Regions from separate parts of the Drosophila melanogaster genome. Here region 1 is linked to region 2. The links are chromatin contacts, called in public Hi-C maps. All regions are on one chromosome and are shown on one strand. Each heading gives the region's core, a stretch centred on a gene start, on an enhancer-like site or on the middle of the called end of the contact. The rest is flanking DNA. Distances are from core to core; before and after follow the strand shown. Region 1 overlaps Fas2 (Fasciclin 2). Region 2 overlaps CG42541.

Region 1 (6,518 bases), core at 3,989-6,488, 240 kb before region 2:
TATATATATGTATATATATGGATTTCGATCCTATATATGTATGTATATACCATATAGATATGTGAAAGCTTGACAGCCGGCCGACAGACATAGATGGCTTGTTATTACACTGATTTATAAATAAAGTGTAAATATTTGAGGCACACACACACACACACACAGGCTGGAACTGAAAGGCTGCCAATGATGGTTAACAGCTTTTTGGCCAAGATTGCCTTTTCAAATGCAAAATATGATGGCATATTTAAGTGGGCTGTGGAATCCACATCCACCTGAATGCCGTTGACAAACGGGTTCTTCTCGCCCGAAGAATAGAAGCAAAACCTAAGCCAGATTTCGAGTATAAAATATGAAATGAAATTTAACTGACAGGTAGATTTCATGTTCTGATTAACATGTTATTTGAAATACCCTGAGTTGCATTTTCAGAGGATTATCCATATGGTCATATGTTATATTTACGGAATTTTGTTTGCAAGTAGATCTATAAATAAAAGTCGACCAGTGCAAATCTCAAATGCAAAGCTATCGATTCAGGGTAATAAATTGTTTATTTAGTGAAAAAGCTTATGGGTATCAATGGTGCTTTATCAATTTTTAGGCTGCCAACTAAAATCACTGCTTCTGCTCCAGTAGTTTACCTTCGGGATTTCCTTTGACTGGTCTCTCGGGCCCTTTGACTATTTCCTACATTTAAGGTACTCTTCCGCTTCACGCCTTGGCTTTCATTTGGTAGTCTGGGCTTTGATTTCGCAACACCTAGTTACTGCTCAATAGTCCGCTTTTCCGAGAGGGACGACCCCGTTTATCAGCTTCTTGTTGCTTTTATTACTTGGCACTTGGCACAGTGTTTGCAAGTATTTGATCTAGGAATTTCACTTTTGCAATGCACCGCCACGTTACACTTTTTCCGATGCTCGCTACCCTTTTTCAATTTCCAAGTCATCTCGCCAGTGCAGATTTATTGGCAGAGTACCAGACAAGGGCGTCCAACGGCCCCCCCGCCCTTTTCTTTCCAGCTCGTTAGTACCCTTGGAGGAGCCTTGGGAAAAGGGGAGAAAATGCCGCGCACATGCCTTGGACTTTACGCTTGAAGCTTGAATTGCTTTCATGTGCCCGACAGTTTGTTTAAAATTATATTACGTATTCGCCACGTACAGCTTCGCTTGGATTGTCAACATGACCAGAAAAATAGTGTCCTGCTTGGCTTGCATTTTTCCGAGCCTCGCCTCTCTTGTTCTTTGTTCTTGTTCTACGTTTGTGTGCTGTGCAAATGAATGCGAAGCGAAATCAAACAATTTGCGCACACCTAGCTCAGGAATTTGTTTGTTGCCCATCTTAAGGACTTTAGGACTGCAATCCTTGTGTCCTTGTGTTCGTTTGGCAATTGTCTTATTGTCCACATAGCAACAATCAGTATTTTTTTTTCAATCAGTAAAAGAACAGAACATGAAACACAAATAGATGTAGATAATCATTAAATTTATGGCATATTTCTCATTTGTTTAATTTGTTTTCTTGCCTTTACACAGTGGCCATCACCTGGACAAATGCCCCTGAGAATCAGTACCCCACTCTTGGCCAAGACTATGTGGTAATGTGCGAGGTAAAGGCCGATCCCAATCCAACAATCGACTGGCTGCGCAACGGAGATCCGGTAAGTAGATCCCGGTCTACGTCTAACTATTGTATAGATGCACAACTAACTGACTGGTATAATACATCAATTCATCAATGCAGATCCGCACGACCAACGACAAGTATGTGGTGCAAACCAATGGCCTGCTAATCCGAAATGTCCAGGAGAGCGATGAAGGCATCTACACTTGCCGTGCAGCCGTTATCGAAACTGGTGAGCTATTGGAACGCACCATTCGCGTGGAGGTCTTCATTCAGCCGGAGATCATATCGCTACCCACCAATCTGGAGGCCGTCGAGGGCAAGCCGTTTGCAGCCAACTGCACAGCAAGAGGCAAACCAGTACCGGAGATTAGTTGGATTCGAGATGCCACACAACTGAACGTGGCGACCGCCGATCGCTTCCAAGTGAATCCCCAAACTGGCCTGGTTACCATCAGCTCCGTTAGCCAGGATGATTATGGCACATACACATGCTTGGCCAAGAATAGGGCCGGTGTAGTGGATCAGAAGACCAAGCTGAATGTTTTGGTGCGTCCGCAGATCTATGAGTTGTACAATGTGACCGGGGCCAGGACCAAGGAGATTGCCATAACCTGCCGTGCCAAAGGACGTCCGGCACCAGCGATTACCTTCCGTCGTTGGGGAACACAGGAGGAGTACACGAACGGGCAGCAGGATGACGATCCCCGCATCATTTTGGAGCCGAATTTCGATGAGGAGCGCGGCGAGAGCACCGGCACCCTTCGCATCTCCAATGCCGAGCGTTCCGACGATGGACTTTACCAGTGTATTGCCCGGAACAAGGGAGCCGATGCCTACAAGACTGGACACATTACCGTTGAATTTGCTCCGGACTTTAGCCACATGAAGGAGCTGCCTCCGGTTTTCTCATGGGAGCAGCGCAAGGCGAATCTCAGCTGCCTGGCCATGGGTATTCCGAATGCCACAATCGAATGGCACTGGAATGGTCGTAAGATCAAGGATCTGTACGATACCAATCTAAAGATTGTCGGCACTGGACCCCGCAGCGATTTGATTGTGCATCCCGTAACGAGGCAGTATTACTCTGGATACAAGTGCATTGCGACCAACATCCATGGAACCGCTGAACATGATATGCAACTGAAGGAGGCACGTGTCCCTGATTTTGTGTCCGAAGCCAAACCCAGTCAACTGACCGCCACCACGATGACCTTCGACATTCGCGGCCCATCAACCGAACTAGGCCTGCCCATTCTGGCGTACAGTGTGCAGTATAAGGAGGCCCTAAATCCGGACTGGTCGACGGCCTATAACCGCAGTTGGTCACCAGATTCGCCGTACATTGTGGAGGGACTGCGACCACAGACGGAGTACAGCTTCCGATTTGCCGCCCGCAACCAGGTGGGATTAGGAAATTGGGGCGTCAATCAGCAACAGTCGACACCACGACGATCGGCTCCCGAGGAGCCCAAGCCATTGCATAATCCCGTCCAGCACGACAAAGAGGAACCGGTGGTCGTGTCGCCCTATTCCGATCATTTCGAGCTGCGCTGGGGCGTGCCCGCCGACAACGGAGAGCCTATTGATAGGTACCAGATCAAATACTGTCCGGTAAGTGTGGTGACTTTCCATGTCGTTGTAATGGATTGGTGGGGCAGAGGCGTTTCGTAAAAGAAATCATACTAATTCATTCTTCTGTTGTGCAGGGCGTTAAGATCAGCGGCACCTGGACGGAACTGGAGAACTCCTGCAACACCGTTGAGGTGATGGAGACCACATCCTTCGAGATGACCCAGCTGGTGGGCAACACATACTATCGCATTGAACTGAAGGCGCACAACGCCATCGGCTATTCATCGCCTGCTTCCATTATCATGAAGACGACACGAGGTGAGTCCGATTCAGCTAATAACAATCTCGGCACGTTGCTCTATTCGGCCGGATTTAATTCCGGTGTCGGTGCGCTACACAAACGACTGTTCACAACAACAACAACAACAACAGCCACATCAACAACAACAATCACATCGATAACAACAGCAACAACAACAATCATTACGCTGGCCACCACAATAAGCATAACATTACTTAGTGTCCTAGCCTCAATGTTAGCCTAAAAAATCAAAAAAAAAAAAAACAAATCGATCGATCAATCAGCCAAACGCAGTGGAATATAGATTTCTTCGTACACAAGAACTTGCATTTTGCTAATCCAAAATGTGAGCATAGAGCTATCTTACGATACCACTGATTCTTTGGCTAAGCGATCGTTCGATATTGATAAATCGAAAATATCGAATCGAATCGTATCGAGTCTACAAGATCCCAGTAAAAAAGGAAAAAGATCAAAATATATAACTGAAAAATCTCTATATAAACATACACTCACTCACACACGAACATCATCTACATGATATCTAGATAAAGACATAATTTTTACTGCTCTATATATATATATATATATATATTTATATATGAATATGATACAAATATCCCAGATATAATCGATAACTTTTGCATACATTTTTGTAGTGTTTATTTCAATTGCGTTTCAACTGTTGTTTTTCGTTTACACTCAGTGTTATACCCCCATACCCTGTAATGTCCAACCCAAATCCTAAAACCGAACCCCCCTTCCAGTTTTTAACCTAATTTGCTCAACGTAATGACTTAATTTCATTGTCTTTTCTTTCGAAGCCTTTTGCGTTTGCATGTTTTCGTGAGTTCTGAATTGTCTCGAGCATCTTAACCATATTAACTTCTTTTATTGATAACAATCCTTTGATCCATTACAATGTATACATTCCAATCGCAATGTCCACACCATACACACCCACTGAGCCAAAAAAAAAAAAAAAAAAATGGCAGAAGTACTGCAACGCATTTGACTAAGCATTACAATTCGTTCGAGATCGTGTTGTCGTCCCTCTGAGATCAAAATCCATTCATAATTCGCATTCAAATGCGAAATTCACCACACCACACCACAACTCTCGCCAGTCAGCCGTTGTACGATATGTAGAAAAGTGCGTCCGAATTGAATTTTAGCTTACTTTACGCTCTTTTTTTTTATTATCATTATTAAGCATTTACTTAATTATAATTACCAACACACTAAACATGACATTTTTGTGACACAAATTGATGGAAATGAAAAACTCGAAAACTATGATTATAATTTTATATTTTATATTTTTGTGTGTGTGTCTGCATTCATCACATACGTATAACGAAAAAAGAACCCTGTTAAATGTAAATCTAGTATGTAATGAAAAACAAAAAGAAACTATTTTCTGTTTTTAAATTGGTTTACTACCGCACTAGAGCTCTTCATTATTATTTTTATTACGTCGATTATTATTTCAATTGATTTAATTTGATTTCAATTTGTTTGTAAACTGCGACTACTTACTTCTTTAGTTAAATTTTTGAATTATAAGCAATGAAAATGAAAACGTTTCTCAAATAAAACATTCAATGAAAACCAATGGAACAAACTGTAATTTACTGCAACTGCTGTCGTACTCATTTTTTATCGGTTCGTTCTGCCTGCGTTGTCTATCTCTTTCGCTCACCCCCACTCACACTCTTGTCCTCTCTGTCGCTCTCGCTGTGTCGTCTCTGTTCCTTGATTTGATGTCCCTTTCTATGCTAATTTTAAGTACATCTATGTTGTGCGTAGTCTGTTTGTTTGTGTTTTTAAAGCCTTTGTGTTTGTGTGCGCTGTCTCTCTAGCTGTCAATTTCTCTCTGTGTATACCGTTATTTCCGATACTACCCATTCCTACAGCTTTTGCCTAGAAACCTAACCTCCAATCCAAAATTTAACTTTGATCTTTTGGCTAAACAGTGAACTTAGTGTGTGCATCTACTTAGGCATTTAGTCATAGCTATTATTCTAACCAACAACAACCACAGAACTTTACTAACAAACACATTTGTGGCCCTTTTGTTAGAGAATCAAACACTCAAAAGCAAACACAAACACACGCAAACTCGAAACCGAGCCAAACAAAAACAAACAATGCAAACTAACAAACAACTAACTAACACTTTGCACATTGTGTTTGATCCAACGTCGTCGTTTTCTCAGTAACAAAAAAAAAAAAAAAAGAAATTCAAGACCAACCAACAACAACGAAATGTTCTTTTGTGTGTTTCCTTTTCTTCCTTTTTCTTCTACCACTTTTCTTCCTTGTTTTTCTCTCTTTTATGGTGCGTATGTGCTAAAAACCACAACAACAACAACTCCTACTACTATAATCAAATCAAATCGAACTGTACAAATGCCAAAATGCATTCAAATATCGAAAATCGACAACCAATATCGAAAAAAACCAACAGATAATCCCCATCCCTCGACGAGTGGCGCTGCACCCCTGGCCCAACTGCTTGTAATTTTCACTGCTCTGCCGACAATGCTGCTGATTTTGCCGCCGACGACGCACACTGCTTAAACGACCTTACCTGCCGATGCTTCTGCTTCCAGCCATCATGAAGCAGTGTTTGGAGGATCCTCCCGCTGACAAATTATCATGGGTTTCTTTCTCTTGTTTCCGTTTTGGTGTGTCAATGTGTAAATAATAAGAAAACTAAATGAAAAAAACACAAAAAAAAAAAAGTAATAAAATAAAACATACCCCTAACAAGCATGAAGAAGCGGACATAATTACGTTAAATGTGCTCAAGTAGAGAATATGATCATTAAATATATATCCTAGGGCGGGTCACGATTCCATTAACTGTACAAATAAAAAACGAAAATCTATGATAGTACCTAGTTAAAAAGAGAAAGACGAAATCGAAATGCCAAAACCGAAACACATGCTTACACAACTAAAAAAATGTACTTATATGTATCCTTAATCCTATGTCTAACCGCTAGAGACCTTGTTT
Region 2 (6,823 bases), core at 2,826-5,325:
TGTATCAGGGGGAGTCTACTTCTGTGTGGCTGTGCGACTCGGCCAAGTTTGCAGCATTCAGCATGAGTAAGCATTTGATACATGGCTCTGCTCTTGGCCATCCCGCTCCCGGGTCATTGGCTGCCTGAGCTTTTTTTTTCGGGCCTGGCTGCCAAGCTTATCAGGCCCCCAACTGCCAACGACCATCCCCCTGGTGGCCAGATCCAGGCCCACTTGTGTCTTGTGTCTTCATGTATCGTTTTTGGCACACTTGAAAAATCGCAACAATCAGCTGGCAAGTTGAGTGCACTTCCACCATATATATACATATATATATACTATGTATATAGACATTTTGTGTATCCAGGCATTCCCTAGACGCTGAAAATAGTTTCACTGAACAAAAAACTGATTTCAATCATTTCCACATTTGCAAAATGACTCACGCCATTTGGTTTGGACATTTTTTTTGTCACTTCCGAGCTCTATAAATATTCAATAAGGTGCATAAAGGTCGACTCATCCAGTTGTCCCTTTGGCTGTGTGCCATTATTGTGGATTTATGGCTGCGGTGGCGGCCGTGGGCTTCATAATCCCCACGCTTCCTCGGCCGAGGACTTGCACTTGTCTAGTCGGTGCAGCTAATGTAATTAGTTTGTGAAATTACTCGAGTGAAAATTGTGCAACGCGTGCTGCGCAAACTACGTGCCACCTGGAATATCTGCACCTGCCATTGTCGCAAGGGACTCAAAGCGGCAAGAAAGTGGGCCAACCGGGGGTCATTGACCCGAAGTTTTCACATTTTCCGGCACAGAACCTTATACAGAGATGCGCCGTCTGGAAATTGCAATTTCTCTTCAATGGGCGCTGGTTGCAATCAAAGTGAGCGGGAAAACCTTCAAATGGTATCAATGGCAAGCACATTGCACATTGATGGGTCGCACCGGCGAAATGACGGGTATTTTTTGCCCAGAGTCCGGGGCTCAGCATTAAATGCCTAATAGTGTCAAGTGTGCGTCGCACTCGACACCAAACAAAAAAAAAGAGCAAACTTGTCGACTGCAGGCCCACATCCATTCACACTTCACTGCTACTTCCGTCGCCTGCAAGCAAACAAAAAAAAAAGGAATAAAACCAGAAAGGCTGAAACCCCCAAGGGAGCCGAAAAAGTGCAGAAACTTTTGTGCCACCATTGCCCAAAAGGCCAACCGCAAATATGTGTGTCCCGTAAGCCCATCGGGGGCAACCGCCCTGCAATTGGCAGGAAACAGGAGCCGGTACTTTGTGCTCGCTACTCGTTTCGGGCCCAAAACTGCTGGAGGTGTCTTAAATTCGACGTATGTTTTCCATTTGTAAAGGCTTAAGAGATATAAAATATCTGTGCAGGGGCATCAGTTGTGGGCTTTATGGTACTTATCATTATAAAATGTAATTGAAAAATGCTTGTACGCTTTGTCAACGGCGCGTATGCGCTATTTTTATGCGTGTAACATTGCGTATACGCCTAGGATGCAGGACACATGACGTATGCGTTATTTTGTAAATGTTATCATTCTTTTTGAATTTTACTATTTTCTTTTACTTTGCAGCCCCGCCTGGCGGAGATGCGACGTTCGGCCATCCATGCCGGTGATCCGGACATGACCTACTACCGTCTGCGAAGCTTCAGCATCACCTCCCATGGCATCTGCAATTTGGGCGATTCCCTGAGGCAAGTTCCTAAAGCCCTGATACTTTTGTCAGCCATTTATTATTCTTCTTTTTGTATTTTCCTGGAACAGAAGCCGCAGGTCACGTTCGATCAACTCCGTGACTTCCACCGGCACCTCAAACAGCGGCGTGGATCGACACAATAGGTGAGTTCAATGTTCAAATGTTCAGTGTTCAAATGTTCAGTGTTCGGCGAACAAAAGTGGCTGGCTGGCAATAAATTGTTTATGAAATGACAGTTCACATGGCGACAACAATGCGAAACGTGCGGCATTTTCGCGTCTATATAGACTGACTAATTTCATACAATTTCCACACCAAACACTTTCCGCTGCCATTAACAACGGCATCTTGGAGTCTGGAGTTTGGGGACGGGTAACCCAAGATGGGGATGAATCGTAACAATGCCAAAGCGTTTTCCATCTCATTGACGAGGAAAACGACGCCTTCTCCGAACAGTGACAACAATCCCATTAATTGGTATTTTACTTATTGTTTTGCTATTGATTTTTTTTTAACTCTGTTACTCCATTTGATAGTTCAGAAGATTAGTTATCATATAAATATGTATATATTCATTTTGATTTCGATTGCATACGTATGAGGTTGGCCCACTGTGCCTCGCTGATTCGCTTATTAATGTTATTCGTATTGCCTGTATCTTCGTAGCAACGCATCGGGGGCATCGGGCGAAGTCATCGACGGGGATCCCAATGTTCCAGCCTACAAAATTGCCATGCTCGGCGCCTCCGGAGTGGGCAAGACCACACTGACTTACCAGTTCACCACTTCCGATTACATATGCGCCTACGACCTGAGTCTCGGTAAGTCGGTGTACGAAATTCATTTTTTACCAGGCTCTTTTCCAATTGTAACCAAATAATCAAATATCAAATGAATGCTTAGTTCTTGTAGTTATTTTATTAGAAACTGTTCAGGTTAAGCAACGCATATGAAATGCGTAAATTGTATAAAATTTATAAGTGAATCACGTACCTATGTAAATGGCTATCTAAGTTTGGATAAATTTCGAAAAAGTACTTTTCGTCCACGTTAGGCAATATAATTGAAAATGGAGTCGCCCTTGCAGAATCCCCTCCGCTGGCGCTCCACTACGCGGCTTTTAATCAAACACATTTGCATTTTAATTATGGCACAAAGTCATAAAATATGAAAACCGCCGGCGCTAATTTCATTAACTTTCGCGACCATATCACCGGATCCTGGAGTGTGGAAACGCTAGAGAACATGGCCAAGTTGGCTGCCAACCACTTTAATAGCGGCTTTGGAGCTTTTAAGTGGATTTTCACAGTGAAGTGGAGAAGGATTTCCACTGCCAACGGCTTAGTGTCCCGCTTCTCGTCCAGAAAATCGCATTAGTCGCAAATAGACTGGGATGCAGTGTTTTTCCGTCTCTTCCCTCTGAAGTCAGCATTTGGCATTTGGCATGGCTTGTTATTGTTACTACCAAGAACGATGCAAGGCAATGCATATCAAGCGTATTAGGGAAACTGCAGTGACTTAAAAGTCTCTAGTCTTACCTTAGTTCAGTTTTCCAAGTGCCATACGGGCATGGCATGGATAAGCTGTGCTCAAAGCCGGAAAACTCTTACTTTTGTTTTTTTGTCTACCAGGGTCTGGCGAAAATTGACATAATTAGTCGGGCCAAAAGATGCTAGTGCATCCGCTCCGAAGTCGAATTAATTGAATTGTGCCACTATCGAATTACCTTTTGAGCAGCGGACTTTAATGGACCACACTTGTGTTCTGGCACTGAGTTAATTACGTCTGGGTTGCTGGAAGCTCAACGGCTTGAGTTCTGGCTGGAGTAATAAGATCATGGCGAAAGTTGCCGAAACCCAATATTTCATTAGCAGCGGATAATTTCTGCTGCAAGTGACGCAACATGTGTGTGTCGCCGTGCAGCAACAGTTGCCAGCGGATGATTTCTGGTCAGGCGGCAAGCGCATGCATGCGATTTGGATATTCTATATTAATGAAGTACGACGTACTTATATCATTGTCATCAACTTCATTGTACTTTCCTGTGCAATACGGGCTACGATTGCTCACTGTTCGTCTCACTGGCATTTGAAGCTGGACAAGGCCCAAAGGGCCGAAAAGTGGCATTGCCATGGTCGTTTGTGCAGGATTGTGTGTGGTGGAGATAATAAAACTGGGAAGAACTTTAATTAGTCCACAAGGAGGGGCGAACTTTATGACAATTGTGTGTGCGAGTGTGTGTGTGTGTGTGTGTGCGAGTGTGTGTGCGTGTGTGTGTGTGTGTGCTGGGGGTCTTTGAACTTTTGGTTGCCAACCATTGTTGGCAATTACCATAGATGAGTTGTCATACGGACTGGTTTCTAGCTTGCCAGCTGCACTGCTTCCACTGCTTGCACTGCTTGAGGGCTGCGTGTGTGGCTTCGATACTCGAATGCTTTCCTGCACATCACACGCAAATTGCTATGTGCTTTTGCGTGTGGGCGTCATCTTAGCCATATTCCGCTAATGGCTGCCAGGATTGCATGACCACAGAAATCTGTGGGCGGCGGAACTGCTTTGGACACGCCCTCGAAAGCAGATGGTAAATTTATTACCATGCCATGTGTCCGTTTCGAGTAAATCTATGTGGGCTCTGATTTTGGAAAATCGCCCTGATTTCAGTTACATTTATGCCAACCACTGTTGTAGAGCAACACTATAAAACACACCTTTTGAACACAACTGTACCCAAAACTGTACCTGTGGCATCTAAACGAAAATAGACTACAGTCTATATTTGACTTGTTCTAGAAAGCCCTAATAATCCTCAGCCATTTCAGACACAGCACTTATTTTAGCCATCAGTGGCTAATAATACACGCCCCGAAAATGTTTCGCTTTTATGGGCGGCCAGCGCGTGTAATCTCACCAAAATCGCATGGTGCTTTCCCTGCTTTTCCCTGCTTTTCCCCGCTTTCCGTTGGCTTGTTTGCACAGGCGTTTGGATAATTGCATTGCAATGACTCGCGGTTGCCGTTCGCCGTTCGCCTTTTGCCGCCCGCCCCCCAATTGCATAGCTAATCGGCTAAGCCGTCGAAGGACCCAAGTTCACGTTGAAAGGAAGAAGGGGGCTTCTTCGGCCACCGACAATGGCAATACAGCACGTTTGCTTTTTCTATTCAATTTGTGCGGCAACGCCCACGCATGGTAAATTACATGCAACATGCAAATTAAGCTGCGAAGTGTTTGGGCTTTTTTGTTTCTAGTCATTTAAACATTTCACCATTTGGATGCAGGAGGTCGAATGGCGTCTAAATATTTGCCACAGCTGAATGCAAACAGAGTCGGACGCAAACTGCAGTCATCGTCTGCTCCTGCAACTTCTACCCAGCTCCTTTCGTCCTTTTCCGCTGCTCTAGCCAACCAAGCTGCCCCTTCATCCTGCTGGCTTGTGTCAAGCTGCTGACAAAGCGTTCATGGGGAGGCGGTCCTCGTACACTGACAAAAATCGTACCGAATTGGAGTTTTTAGAAAAAGAAAGATGTAACGATGTTACACGATGTACGTTTTTACCTGTGTGACGCTTTTTAGCCAAACCAATTAAATAAAAAAAAAAACCGTATTTCTACCGTTTACATTGAAAATATTAGTTTAAATAAGGAAATTTCCAATTGTTTAATATAGGATATAATTTTCTGGCAGTGTTGCAGTGTGACGTAGCACTTTCCGTGTGCTCCAATGGGACAAAAAGGCTTTACGGCTCCAGAGTAGCGAATACGGAGCACCGAGGGTCAGTTCCCAGTTGCCAACACCCAGTGGCCTCCACTCCAAGTTCACTGTCTGCGTCCTTTTCCACGTTTCATGGCTGGGCTAAAAAACAAAAACAAAAAACAAGTCAATGTGGACAGAGAAAGGGGAGCGTCAATTGCGACATTAACTTGCTGGGCAAATAAAATCACTTTGATTACGGTTTTATGGGCGCCACGCCCCTCAAACGCCCATTGCAATGGTTGTCGCCACCCCCTTGCCCACACTTGGTGCAATTTGATCGATTTAAGACCCTAGAACTGCATTCGAGTACTTGTTATTTTGATTTCCGTAAAAACATTCAGAGCTCAGGGCTTCCTTTCATTTTTTGCTTTTGGTCAATGTAAATGCACTCCTCGAAATAGACGCTTAACCACTTGCACTTCACGTTGGTTGCTTTCTTATATTGTAATATAATTTCCAATTAGTTTTTGTATGCCCATTAAGCATAGCGAAAATTCATCATTTTCATTTTATATATATACACTTTTTTAGATGATGACTACGGACAGAAGACGGTGTCGGTGCTGGTCGATAACATTGAGACGGATTTGGAGATTATTGATCATCCCGCATGCGAGATGTCGGTGAGTACCGATTCGCCTGAAAACTAGGCGAAGGGAATTTTTCCGTTTTCCGATTTTTCCGATTTTCCCAGTCTGGTTAAGTGGATCAAGCTGTTGACTTACACCCATCTGCCACTGACACATTTGCCAAATCATTCATTTAAACTTTGTCGGCCGTCACTTTAAAGGAGAAACAATGTGATGGCATAGGAATAAGCACATTGACATCGAAGTATTGCAAATTACAAAGCGAATTGCAACTGCAATTTGCAAATATTCAACACAAAACCATTTGCAATTTTCGGTTACCCATGTGCGATTTCATAAGTCTGGACTTAGAGAAGCTTTAGGTCTTTAGGTCCGAGCAAGGTCAGGCGTCTCAGCTGTAACAACGTGAACTTTTCCACCCCTTTTGGGCTCCATCCACCCAGCTCGTCGTCAGGCAGCTTGAAATTTCATTTGAACGATTTTTGTAGCCTACTTTTCTGCGCCATATGGCTCATCTATTATTTTTCCACCACAAAATTGATTCTCGCCTGCAGACGGAGGCCTTCTGCGCCACCTACAACATCGACCTCTTCGTGGTGGTCTACTCTGTGATAGATCGAAACACTTTCGCAGCAGCCGAGCGTGTCCTGCAGTATCTCAAGGAGAACGAGATGCTCTTGTCCCGCGGAGCCATCCTGGTGGCCAACAAAACGGATCTGCAGCGACACCGAGTTGTCACCCGTCAGAGTAAGCAATCTATTCAATTCTTGTATGTTGATTGTTCGAATTAA

What was found. Hi-C and Micro-C count contacts between places; a contact is called where the count stands out from the background.
Region 1: a Hi-C map of the Kc167 cell line shows a contact between it and region 2, with 1.6 times the contacts expected there. The contact joins two enhancer-like sites. A contact is called at or near these places in 18 of 107 Hi-C or Micro-C datasets (the D17-c3 cell line, the Kc167 cell line, the S2 cell line and 6 more).

What each region holds. Positions count from the first base shown.
Region 1 is chrX:4,138,766-4,145,283 of dm6, reverse strand. It overlaps Fas2 (Fasciclin 2), which reads left to right. Exons shown (of 10, transcript NM_001272308.2): 6 at 1,533-1,657; 7 at 1,741-3,234; 8 at 3,330-3,513. Among named protein-coding and RNA genes, the nearest start is that of GlcAT-I, 11 kb to the right of the region's middle. Within about 2 kb of position 5,238, at least 17 of the 39 cell types and tissues checked have an H3K27ac peak or open chromatin away from gene starts, as enhancers often do. A contact at or near this core is called in the Kc167 cell line, where this site is marked.
Region 2 is chrX:3,896,798-3,903,620 of dm6, reverse strand. CG42541 reads left to right here. Exons shown (of 13, transcript NM_001272295.1): 8 at 1,569-1,690; 9 at 1,761-1,835; 10 at 2,359-2,513; 11 at 5,974-6,065; 12 at 6,587-6,779. Among named protein-coding and RNA genes, the nearest start is that of CG15239, 16 kb to the right of the region's middle. Within about 2 kb of position 4,075, at least 5 of the 39 cell types and tissues checked have an H3K27ac peak or open chromatin away from gene starts, as enhancers often do. A contact at or near this core is called in the Kc167 cell line, where this site is marked.